Regions from separate parts of the Sander lucioperca genome. Here region 1 is linked to region 2. Evidence: chromatin contacts called from public Hi-C data. All regions are on one chromosome and are shown on one strand. Each heading gives the region's core, a stretch centred on a gene start, on an enhancer-like site or on the middle of the called end of the contact. The rest is flanking DNA. Distances are from core to core; before and after follow the strand shown.

What was found. A called contact is a pair of places that touch in the nucleus more often than the background predicts.
Region 1: a Hi-C map of liver shows a contact between it and region 2, with 4 times the contacts expected there. The contact joins the promoter of hoxa5a here to the promoter of nfe2l3 in region 2. A contact is called at or near these places in 2 of 2 Hi-C or Micro-C datasets (liver and muscle).

What each region holds. Positions count from the first base shown.
Region 1 is chr16:22,238,727-22,245,461 of SLUC_FBN_1.2, forward strand. hoxa5a (homeobox protein Hox-A5a) reads right to left here and starts at 4,569. Exons shown (of 2, transcript XM_031323255.2): 1 at 3,780-4,569; 2 at 2,588-3,154. The coding sequence starts at 4,374. The coding sequence ends at 2,904.
Region 2 is chr16:22,100,584-22,107,540 of SLUC_FBN_1.2, forward strand. It overlaps nfe2l3 (nuclear factor erythroid 2-related factor 3), which reads left to right and starts at 4,915. Exons shown (of 5, transcript XM_031323210.2): 1 at 4,915-5,861. The coding sequence starts at 5,346.

The DNA.
Region 1 (6,735 bases), core at 3,319-5,818, 140 kb after region 2:
AATAAACCGAGGAATATCAGCAGTATGGATTATTCTGGTGAATTCACAATCAGTGCTGCCCAAAAACGGTATGATGTTTGCTGAAAAAGAGGAAAACATGAAATCAATTTGTGCAGAATTCCACCTAGTCTGGCAGGAATTTATTTTAAAAATATGACTTTAAATTCCAAACCAGCATGGGTGAAAATGGATTTAAGAAGTTTTTGAAAGATTTACGTTGAATAACAGTACGGATTCTAGATATTATGGTGTAGTTCTCTACACCCAAAAAAAACTTGGTATATAACTTGGTATATATAAGTTATGATGGCTGGCGGACAATGTAACCTTTGCAAATCTGCCCAGATAATAACTTAAAAAAAGAAGCTGGATGGTTATTTGCAAGTTTGTTTGCTGACCAAAACTCATGAGACTCAAATAGTGATATTCAAAAAATAAAAAATATATATATTTTTTTTTTGTATGGTTTTAATATTTGGCCTGGAAAACAGGCGCATCGAGTCATACACTCTTTAGTTGAAAAAAAAAAAAAAAAAAACATAAAAAGAAAACGTATTAGAAAAAGGCCAGTACTTCAAAAAATATAAACGATATATTTCTTTCCCCCCATTTTCAGTCCATGTTTTTTGGGACTCAAGGTCTGCTGCTGCCTGGTTTCGCCTCGGCACTGATGGGACAAGAGGTCACCACAAAGCGAGAGTGACTTTTTAAGAGGTCATCTGAACTTTTCAACCCCAAACACAAAACGAGGTGGCTGACACAAAACGGAATTCCTTTTCAAATGTCTCCCTGCTGCTGTTTGTTCCCATGTTGTGTTTACTTGACACTGTTTACAGCCCGTCCTAAAGCCATTCACGGTGCTAACATGTGGAGCGCAGCGATCAGCAAAACAACAACTGCAACTTTTTTTTTCAGGGCTGGACCTAACTTCCAAAAGTCATCAGCACATATAGAATCCAATCAAACGGAGCTAGCTGTAAATATGTAGGTCTGCATTAGCGCTTAACCTTATCAAGGAAATCTCCAAACATCCCTTGGAAACTTTCTGGTTCACGGTCTGTGAATCCTCCAATGTAATAAAACGACAACAACTAGAAGTTTGTGGGGGTGGAAATGGACACAGAGATAATTATCCAACATGTAAAAACGGATTATGACTTACACCACAGATGGAGGGAAACAAGTTACGCGGGGAAGGAAGCAATTAAATAGCCATGAGCCGGACCCAACCCTGCGCAACATCTGCCGAGACCAGTATTCAGCACTGCACAACTGACAAATTAGCGTAATGGACTAATAGGGACAGATAAAGAGAGCGAATACAATAATGAGGCTGTTTAACACAGGCTGGCTGTTCTCGGGCTACCGGATAGTCTGCAGAAACTTACCCAGAGACGCGGTCCTAATCCTGGAGAGCGTCCGGTCCATACTGAGGCAGACTGAGCAATAGAGACAGTCTGTACCGGTCAAGTAACACTTACAGCCTGCAAAGAGAGAGTCAGTCGAAGCCTCGCCGTCAGTGCGATTATATGTTATGTGCAATATACTGTCAACTCCCCAAAACCATAAAACTTACTTTAATGGCTACCACGTGACCGTTTATGGCCAGTGAGCCTATCTGGCCGCGCTCCGGATGATTTTTACGATCTAATTCATAGACAAAACCCCCCATTCATTTAGCACCCAAATGTCAGAGAGCCAGGATCGGCCCTAATAAAGTTTACAGCTTGAAAAGTCGAGCTGATTCTCCGGGAATAGCCCAGAATTCTGTGCGCAAGGGGACGCCCGGCCACTGGAGCCGGTGAGTGGCCAAGGACCCCCCCCCAAAGCCCCCCACCCCCACCCACTCCACAGCAAGGTGAGTAACACATGAAGCTTCAATTCAAGGGAGACCTGTTGAATTCAAAGATTTAACTTGAGGAAACTTTGATATTTTTTGAGAGCTCATACAGGTGGCTTAATGATTTTAGACCAAACCGCAAACTCTGACTCTGTTGAATATTTTACAAAAACGAACACTCAATGTAATGTTGCCGTTCCAGTAGAAAGTTTATTATAATGGCCATCATCGTCAGCATTATTGTTATTATAGTATATTCTTGACTTCCAGTCTTTCAAAAACATTTACAAAAAGCTAATCACGATGGAGTTATACGCATAGGCAATGGAATGTACTGTGGAGACCCTCCACATAAAAACAGCTAGAGAAAACAAAGACAACATACGCTTTTACTAAAGATGGTGCGCCCAGGTAAACAACGCAAACAGCAGCAAAAGAAAAAGAAAAAAAAAGATGCAAGGCACAGCTACTGTACATACAAGACTGAATCGGCACCTCTGTCCATATAACGCACATAATAACCACACAAGGCTTACGTCTCTGCTGGCTCTACTTTAGGAAGCAAGTTGGTACAATACATCAAACAAATAAATACTACAGTACATACATAGAAAACAAAAGCTAAACACAAAGGCAGCTCAACCTCAACCCAATTGTTCTGAGTGCAGCACACAACTTTTACTGGATTTTTTTTTTTTTTTTTTGCGGTAGTTAGGTAGCATTTCAAGCTTTGACGTTTTTATTTTATTTTTTCGTCTGAACAAGAAATAATTTAAACAAACATTTATTTTGTTTCTTTTTCTACTAAATCTAGACAGAACTGTACATGATGCATATTTTTACTCACATAAGCATAACCACGGTGGAAATAAAAAGGAAATATTAAGGAATATAATGGGACGGTGGTTCGACATACAGTGGACCTATGGGGTGTCCCCTGTCCCGCACACAGAACGTTCACAAGTCTCTCGCGCTTTTTCAAATAGGAGGAGGAGAAGTTGATATGACAATCTTTGTTTTATTTTTTTTAGAGTGCTCGCTATCAGGGGTAGAGGAGTGCATATTAAGGCCTGTAGCCCCCCCCGCCTGCAGCCGCCATGTTCATGCTCTTCAGCTTGTTGTCCTTCTTCCACTTCATCCTGCGGTTCTGAAACCAGATTTTGATCTGTCTCTCTGAGAGGCAGAGGGCATGGGCAATCTCGATCCTCCGCCTGCGGGTCAGGTACCGGTTGAAGTGGAACTCCTTCTCTAGCTCCAGGGTCTGGTACCGGGTGTATGCAGTCCTGGCTCTCTTCCCCTCTGGTCCTGACAAATCTTGTAGAGAAGGAGAGGGGGAAACACATATAAGATGCAGTAGATGTAAACATTTAAAGTGCAGCAACTTTTTTTTGACTACATTTCTTTTTATCAGGCTGTTCAGTTTCTGCAGGTAGAGGTGGCTTAAAAGTTGGCACACGACTTTAAATGAGGCTTCATAGATCCCAAAATTATTAAAAACAACCAGTAGCAAAGTAAGATAGACACATTTTCAACAGCACCTCCTTGCGAAAAGGTATTAAAACAGTAAACTGATGTAAAATGTGGGCTATTTGACCTTAAAAACAAATAAACACAAAAGCGTAGGCTATATCCCGCATACTGTATATCTAATACACTTTTAACTAACTTAAACCTAATATGTTATATTATCAAATCATCCCGTATACCTGCGGTTTATGTTGACAGCGCTGAAAAGCAGTAGCATAGTACACCAAACAGGTGAGAGGCACATTTGGCCCCTTTGAAAATAAATATATTTTGTGCTAAAATCGTCCAATTCCGGCCTGTTTTGCTTATAGTTAAAACGTCTAAATATATAAACATAATAAAACCTTTACCAAACAATAAAGCAACGCTAGGTCTATAAAATCAATACAAGATCATTAAAAAAACAATTTACCATGATTTATATGTAGTTTTCTCATCCACGGATATATCTGAGGCTGTGTTGAGTCGGTGACATTTTGAGGAGTTGTTGGTGCGCTTCCCGCAGGCTTCTCTTCCTCGAGAGGGGAAGCTTTGGACACACAGTCCCGGCTGAGCAGCAGCGTACCTCCGTTCGAGCTCGAGCACGGGGTTGAGCACGGGTTCGTTATAGAGTTTTTCACGACTCGGTGTTGAGATTGAGTCTCGGTGACCGGGGACGAGGTGGCAACCGAGGAGCACGGTAGTGGGTCAGGTGGTGGCGATAGAGACGATGTCCCGGTGCTGCTGGCGGACTGGCTGTACCTGACCGGCTCCACCGAGGGTGTTGTCGCCGTTGAGTGACTCGGGGAGTAGCCCGGTGTCTGCTCGCTGCTCACAAAGTGTCCGGTACCGGTCCGCCCGACTGTTAGGTCCATTCCGTTGTAGCCATAGCCATACCTGCTGGAATGCATGGCTGTTGAGTCTCTGTATTGGTCGTTTGCCGTATTATGGTCTCCATAATTATGTAACTGGAAGTCCGCGCCATTGGGATAGCGACCGCAGAATGAGTTCACAAAATAGGAGCTCATTTGTTGACAATTCCACCGTTTGCTCGTTGTAGGTATTGTTGTTGTTTTTATTATTTTAGAGGTAAAATAGCATAGACCTGTGTGTTGATTTGTGGCTCTTATGGTTTAGCGCGTCCTATAGCACCCTTGCACAATTTATGATGAATTATGGAAATGAGTGGGACATGGACTTGATTCTCTCTTACGTAGGCACCCAAATATGGGGTACGGCGGAGTATCACGTGCTTTTGTTGACCAGTCGTAAATCCTGCTTGGTGACCTCCAGAGGTAAACTCGTGCACGCAGGAAATACTGGGTGGGATGTGAGGGGTGCGCGCCTCCATGCGCTCGTGGCTAGGGCAAACTCTGAGCCACGGCTTGGGCGTTTTGAATTGTCGTGGTGCGCCATCCTCTGGCTCAACTGTTGCACTGCCTGTCTGCGGCGCTTTCTGAGGCGTGGGCTCCACATGGGGTCATTCGGAGGTTAACGACCATTGCGGCAAAATCCAACGGGCTCCTAAACAATACCACAAGTGACATACTGTTGTGCATGTTATGATAGGCGATAAGTGCAAACAGTGTGCACAGTTAATAGAATGAAATCCCTTTCAAAACTGGAGTGCGGTTTTTTTCCACACTTTCTTATAATCATAAAACAACCAAAAAGCTACTATGTGGGAAAAGTCTAATGAATAAATTTTTTGGGGAGAGATAAAAGCCAAACATTGCCGAATAATAACAGACTGCCATTCAAGGCCTGTCCTTTATGACACAGTGAAGAATGAATAACTTTAAATATAGGCTATATATGAACACACGTAAAGCCACGTTACTGTCTATTTTAGGTTGGTTAAAATTGAAGTATTCCAAACAATAAGCTCTCAGCAAGCCGACTTTATTATGTTGTCGTTTAAAGGCGAACCATCGTTCATATTGACTTTTTAACAGTCAACATCTCATTAAATTGCATTTTTAGTATTGCCTGTTTGTGAAAGATTAACACAATATCGAGAAGAACATAAAACTGTTTCTATAAGCAGCTACCCAGTGTAGATGTTTGTGCAGTCACTTTGCAATTTAAAAAAACAATAGACGACATTTTAAATTGAAAAAGGAATATTCAAAGCGATTAATGGATAGTGCATTTGAAATATTTAATGTAAAATAGCCACAATATTCAGATAATTCATGTTTAATGTTTGCATTGTGCTATAAGCTATCCGTATTTAACATTAGGCTACAGTGTCAAATGATTTCCTGTTCCTTATAAAAAAAATTAAATATAATCTATAGACTTTCTACCTGATAAAAGTAAAAACTGCAAAGCATCGATCGATTGCAATGCAGGACAGACAAAGTAAAGATGATTATTATCAAAACCTTTAAACAGTTTAACCTTTTTTAGGGACGTTGGCTATGCGTTAGAAATACACAGACGAAATCTCTCTCATTGTAACCAGGCCAATACACTTATTAAAAAGTGTAAGTCGATGATCTACTATTGTCCATGTTAATTCTGAGCAGGCGTACAAAAACAGGAGGACCGCACAGAGCACGCAGCCTAAACAGATTCGTGACGCCTCGTTCGGCGCCCTCCGTTTGGTTTTCTCCTTGTGGAATTTTTATGGCACCCTAGTCTCTCCAAAGCAGCGGCTTGTCCTCTGCTTTCCCCCACATACTATTTCCCTACAGCAGCCCCTTCACCCAGTACAAGCCCAATCATGTGTTACTGACAAAAACAGTGAGATATAGATTATTTATTCTGTTCCAGGTATGTGCGCCCTTTGCGGTAACCTACACCCCCAAAGGCACAATGTGAGTAAGGGTGAATACCGGGCTCCACATCCAGTAGGCCCACACTAAGAGAATACCTACGGGGTGTGTGTTGGCTAAACAGTCATGCTCCAACAGCTGATTTATGGCTGGCCAATGGCAACAAAGTTCCCACGAAAATGATGTCCCTGAGTCGAGCCAGGGACACACCCAGGAACTAAATAAGAATCAAGGATATGAAAGAAGTGAATGCGCACTGGTGTCAAATAAGTCGGACTGGGAGCGAGGGGGCCACTGCTGCAGAAAAACAGGAGGGCAGTGCACTCTGCAGGCTCTCTCACACACCAGCACTCGTGTGTGTAAGAGTATACAAATAAAATCTTATACGTTTATAATTTATATAGTTACATTATTTTTTGTCTGAATATCATTACGCACGGCTGTAGCACGATTAAAACATTTTTCAATTCAACACTTTTTTTTCCAACAATAGGATAATGTGAAACTAGTATTTTTTGCAAAAAGAGCATATATCGGATGCATTCACTCTTGCACGTTTGATATCTTGCAAAAATCCGGCCATACTTTGCATTATATCGACTAATAATT
Region 2 (6,957 bases), core at 3,665-6,164:
ACATGACTTAGAGTGGTAATAAAAACAACAGTCCTATTACTGTCAATGGGAGATGTATTACTGCTGCTAAAATAAAGTAGAAACATTGCTAACTAGACTAACACAAAGCAGTCCTTTCCTGCATACCACAGGGACACATAATGTAGAAGAGGTCTGCACAGTTCATCAGCATTAAAACAAAACCTGTATTGAAAAGGAAAAGAAATAAAGCCCTGCAAATAGCAATGCATTTTTCATTATTACAACTCAATTTGCAGAGAACGAGCCCGATGTAAAATTGCTTCCATATGCCTCCGCTGCGGGGCGCCACAGAGTCTGCCAGAACAGCTATCATACGTTTTATGATGATTTATCCTCTGTAATTGGCTGATGCAGGACGCTAGCAGGAGCGGTGAACCAATAGGAAGTCCGGATAACGATTCGTTCGTTTGATTGGCTAAACGCGGGTGTCAATCAAGCAGCGACGGGGTCTGGAAGCAGAATGCGGCCAGTCGGTTGTTTTGCTCTCTGGAGGACAGAGCTCCGCTGGCTGAGAACACACACACACACACACACACACACACACACACACACACACACACACACACACACTCACTCTCTCTCTCTCTCTCTCTCTCTCTCTCTCACACACACACACACACACACACACACACACACACACACACACACACACACATACAACTGCAAGTGCCAGACACTACACAATACTGTCCAAATACGTTTACACTTGGTGGCAATTACATTTAAAAAAAAATTTATATTTCAAAATTTAGTACATTTATGTGTCTATAGATGTAGATGAAACACATTTTCAGGCAATTATGGTAAACCATTAATTTAATGCAATAGCTCCTAATCATAAAAATCCTAGGCATAAATTGACCACACAATTAGACAGAAGTAGCCTATATGTAGTATTTTAGATGTTTGATCAAAATAACAATTATTGTTATAATAATTGGGTATAGGAAATTATAATTCTGTCTGTCTGTATAATTCAGAAAAAAAGGGAATTTAAAAAAGTTGTGTTTGCTTTGTACGTTAATTTAAAAAAAAAAGAAGCATATTCTACAATGAATTAAAACAGTTACATTTGCTTTAACTATTGACACATAATTGGAAGAATAGATTCCTACTGGCCTATTTTTTTTTAAAGGCATAAAACAAATAATTAGTTGTTTTTTTTAGCAAAAACATATGCTATCATTTTCCAAAAAGTCTAATTATAGCCTACATACCAGATAATATGATTTCAAATGTAATATCATTACTGCAAAATCAAGTGATTAAATAGGGCTGTATACAATATTGAACTGTATTTTGCTTTACTAATTTAATTGTCACATTTAACCTGCAACCGATGCCATATACAGTAATTATTGAATAAGGTAGGCTATCTATCAATGGGCTCATGCTCAAAAATAAAATTGTATCCACTTTTCATGAAGAGTGGAACTAAGTGCTCCTCTGCCCCAAAAGTCTGATAATAAGTAATTTAATAGGCCTAAATACATAAAATTAGGCTAAAATATAATATGAAAACGTTTGCACTCAGAATAGACTTAAATCTAACTCTAAACCAGTGTATAAGGAGGACTTTTAACGTGAGCTAAAAAATAATAGCCTAATAATACTATACTATATAACGATAAAATAGTCTCATGGAAGTCACCTCGATTTCCCTCGGGTTTCCCGTGAGTCTTTGCGGGACCCACACGTATACGCACGCGCAACAGCCTCCCACATCATGTATTATTCCACCAATCAGCTTCGTCCTCAGAGGAGTATGTGGGGGTGATTTAAGAGTGCTCCCTTAATAAATCTGTCAGAAGTTCACAAAGTTGATTTAAATGTGTTTCACATCGTAATGAAAATACTTGTGGATTAATCAAGTGGCTGCACACTGGCGTCAGATCAATTGGAGTAGATTACTCTTCACAGCTTTTTTAAAGCAACGCGATTTGGAGCGTTTAGGCTGGATTTGTCGTGCCACCAAGTCAAATCTGTAAAAGCTCGCATGAGGCGGACCGCAAATGTCACTTGTTCTTTTCAATGGGGGGTTGTGCTTTGCAAGACTCTGATGCAGCGCATAAACGAACAGCTTATAGGACGCAAACATATCTGCCGGTGATAGCCTACAATTTCAAATATCTATGGTCGACATGTTGCTCATTGTGTGAATATTGTGCCACAATTTGCTGTTGGTCTACAATGTTGCAGCTGCATCCTAAACATGATCCTAAATGAAGTGTGATGTGGTGTGTAATCAGCCCTAGCAGGTTTGACTTGTCTGCACTTTGTGCTCACTCTGCAGGAGGACTCGACTGACTGTCTGCTGTTGAGACTACCAAGCTGACTGGCTATGTGTGTTGAACTTGTGTCGCTCATTAGTGTTCCTGCAATTGAATATGATTTTCTCTTTGTCCTTCTCTTTGATTTTTCTTTGTGATGCAATGGCAAAGTCTATGCAGACTTTCCAAAAGGATTAGGCTATTTTGGATTTGCAGTGCACAGTGAAAACTACATTACAGCCGCCACACTCGGAAGTTAATAGGTCACTCACTACAGTAGCCTAGCTTATACCCAGAGGAAGTGTTTCATTCATTTGGACTTCAACTGCTTATTCTCACATTATTTATTGGGTGAAGTGATAGATGTTTGTTTTCTTTTATAGCCTACGCGCGGTTCTCATATTACACTCCACTAAAGCAATATAAGAAAACGATATAAATTCAAAATATATATGGTAAAATGCAGCCTATAGAAAAGTCGTGGTTTTATATCATCATTTTATCAGTCGAAACCTAAAGACATAAAAAAGGATATTCACCTCTTCATCTCTTCTTGCTAAGGACGGTTTACTAGCCTTTAAACCCAAAGTCTACAAAATATGGGTCATTTGTAGTTATTACCTTGGTTTCATTTGAGCAGTAGAAAAGCGACATAAAATAGATATACATTACTGTTTCCACTATTCGACAGCAGGGGTCGCAAACGATCCAGATAACTGACACTCTCATGTGTATCGGCCTTCAGCAAAGTCCAGCCCAGTGACTGGGAGCCTCTCAGCCTGTAGCCCATCCTGTTTCCTCTGACAATTCAAACCATTTACATTTATATCAACATGAACAAAGAAATGTAACATTTGATGTGTTTAATCATAGGCATCAACAATACACAGTAATAAACACAGAGTGGAAGGTATCTATGTGTACTTGTACTTAAGTACTATTTTATAAGATTAGATTGGAGTACCTGTGATGCAAAAACTATCATAACAATAACACATTCTGCATAATCAATACTTTTACTTGTGATATTTAAGTGCACTTTTCTGCCAATACTTCTGTACTTTAACTTGAGTCAAATTTTGAATGCTAGACTTTTAGTTTTTTTTAGGTGTACTTAAGTAAAGGATATGAATGCTTCTTCCACCACTGGATATACAGTGGATACTGTATTTATTTTACAATTTTCACTCACAATAAATGTTTTCTAAATGTACAACAACCAGTTTCTGTTTTAATTCTGTCTATCTTCTAGTTTTGTTCTTCAGATTTAACTCAAGGTTAGCCCTAATCACAACACCACCAAGTGTTATTCTGGACAGCCACATGTGTATCAAGGCATGAGTATCATAAAATCAATCCCTTTTGTTATTGCCTTGATAAAGGCCATGCAGTTTACGCCTGAGATCTTGGAGGACAGACTGAGCTCCTCCAAAACAATGATGTTGTGTAATGTTCATCATTTATTTTGTGCATGTGGTTCTAAATTGTGATTGTAAAATTAGAAAAGAAACAAGGTACAAACAAAAATGTCATAGCCTATAGCGATTTTCATTCCTTATTTCGTCATAGGATCAGTTTGTGTCTCTGTTGCAGCAGAAGTTAACTGCAGGAAAATATATATCAGTTGATCGATCTTACTCAGTTGGAGGGGACAACCTCAAAAAGTTTACAGTGGCAACTTCAGCTTGTTTCACCCTTTTGGTATTAGGTGAAATGTATGAGAAATATGAACAACGAGGAGTTTTATAGGGTATTCAAAACTATAGTTCTAAACAAACAATATTCAGATTAAATTGACATCCTTGACTATAAAACCACTGACAAGACAGACCTTGAAAGATCCAAATGGTTGCGTTAAGGATAACATGACCTCATTACATCATCATCAACAACATCATCAGTCAAATGGCAAATATTGATCTGAGAGGGACTAATGTTTCAATCCAGATAAAGTAACATTGTTGCGATAGTGTGTTCAATAGTGTATTGGATTATTAGCCTACTGACGCAGTTTAACCTGTTTAAATTGGTAGAGGTGGAGCTATTTTATTGGGTAGTTTAGTCCATAACAATGCATTGCATACACGTTTTCATAGAAAATGTTATCTGGAAGCCTTCTTACAATCCTAGCCTACTGGAGAGAATGTTGGTTTCTTTATTTCCACCAATGATCAGGAATAAAGTAGCCTATAGCCTAGACGGATTTGTTTTAGATGTCCAGAGGGTAAATTGTTTTGTAGACGCCAGAATTCCGCCGTTGGCTTTTCCCTTTGTTAGGGGGTTAGGGTTAGGTTATAGTTGAACAAGTTCAAATTGTAATTCTGCTTTTAACCAGTAGGTCACACATGGGACAAGTGATGTTGGTCAGTAGCACAAACATCCCGGAACTGCAGCTTAACCTTGTTCCTGACAACCCCCTTCGGGGTCAATGTTGTTGTTGAACGTAGGAAACGAACACAACAAAGATCAATATTTGATATTTCTGAAGTGAAATGAGCTTAGTTTCTGCTATTAGTTCTGTAAATAACGTGTGTTGTTTGTGATGGGGGTTGGTGACTTGGAGATAGTCGCCAACTGTCCCTTACCCTCATTGGTCAAAAATACAACTGACATTCTTATTGTCCAATCACAATCTGTTGCGGCGAGCGCTTCGGACCAATCTGCATGAGCTATGTAAATCCTTGAACGAAGTTTCCCCAGTAGCAGCACACACTACGGTGACAGCATTTAGCTTTTCAGATGTTTCATTTTCTGTTTAATTAGCTAGCAACGTCAAGAAGGTTTTGATAGCTAGGTGCCGCCGACGAATAATTGAAGAGCATCGTTTTCGCTATGTTTGCGCCAAGAGGTTCCCATTAACCGGTTATTAAAGCTGATGGCTCACTGCTAACAGCTAGCATAGCTATCTAACGATTTCGCCGGTACGTTACAGCCTCTTTGTCTGACAGGGGGAGGCGTGCTCTTTTGTTAGCCTTTTCCCTTTGTCCATTCGGGAAAGAGGAACTATTGGGTCAGTATTTCGCAATTATCTGCAGCTCTAAAAGTATTTAGAAAATGCAAATCGCGAAAAAATACCTCACAGAAGGCCTAATTCAGTTGACGATCTTACTTAGTTTGATTGGAGTTCGTGTGGATATCGACAGCTACTTAAGCGGCTATTATACGCCTCTGATAGAGATTAGCGTGGGTCCTAGCTCAGCCTACACCCAGACACCCTTTCATAATTTGAGAGAAACTCTTGACGGATACAGTGTGCACCCAAAATGTCCCGAGTTGGACTATTTCTTTGCAAGTCGCCGGCTACTAGACGAGGTGAGGACCCTTGGCTCACCGCGGTTCCCCACACAGTTGAACGCATGGTTGGTGCACCAAGTGTCTGCCACTGACAAGGCTGACTGTGGGCCTTCAACCAGCAACAACACTGACACCAACTCAGGGTTAGAAAGCCCCGGGGACGAAGTCAGGAATGACAGTGAACACCTGCCTGACAGTGGCCAAGAGGTGTGCAAAACAACCCCTGAACTCGGACAAAGACCTTGTAGCGCTGGAGCCTGCGGGTTTTTTAAAGAGGCAAGTGTGTGTGAAATGTAACATAAAGTGAAACAGAGTTTGCTGCTAACTATTAAGCTATGTGACCAAGACGGTTGGCTGCCCAGCTAAATAAATTGACTGACTGAGGTGGAGAACCAGAGTTAAAACTTCCTCACTGCTTAACAGAACAGCTAATGCTATTACTAGCTAACAAGCAGCACCTGCCCATGTTATGATGGGTGCCCATGTAACAAGTAACTTATTATTTTGTAACATTTCCTTGTGCTCCAGGAAACAACACAATGTGATAACAACCTGTCGGCAACACTTGAAATGTGCATTCACTTTCACTTTGTATGGCTCTACCAGTTGCAATTCAGTGATTTAATTCTTGCTTGGTTATATTTAGGGACGTTCATGACAATTTGGTAACTCAGTTTAAAAAATACCTAACTGGTCTAGTTAAACAATTGACTTATCTATATAACCAGTTAACAAGAAGACAGTATAGTTAGTTTTCTAGTTAGTTGTACAGCATTACAGGTATTCGTCTGTCTGCTGCACCTGTCACTCTCACTATGGAACGTGACACATTAAGCCATGTCTGAATAGTCAGGGCAGCAGAATTAACCTAACAAATGAGACCCTAATAAGACCTGTGTATTGTGTGACCAGGCAGCTGTAAAACTTTAACTCAGGTTCACTCACTTGTTATTGTTAAACACTAAAAGTAAGAATAATAACCAATTGACTGTAATATGTGACTGACTGCCATTATATTTTTAAGATTTCTGCAATCACACCCAGACCTTTATATTCAACTCTGCTAGTGATTCAGTTTTTCTAGCTCGGGGTAGAAACAGCTGCTTGGTGAATGTTATGTCCTGAGGACGGTTGATGTCGCCAATTGTGTAACTTTATCCCCTTTCTTTAGACTCAACCAGCAGCTGTGGGCCTTGAGAGGCGGAGAAGTGAGGCTTAGACCCACACCCTGTTTGCTTTCACAAAAGCGGTGGTCCATACTTGGACACTGCCTCCTCCCAGGGTTCTTGTTCACATGGATAATGTGATGTTGACACATGTTTTTTTTTTACCTTACCCACTCTTTTGTAAAACAAGTAAAGGGTAAGCTTTT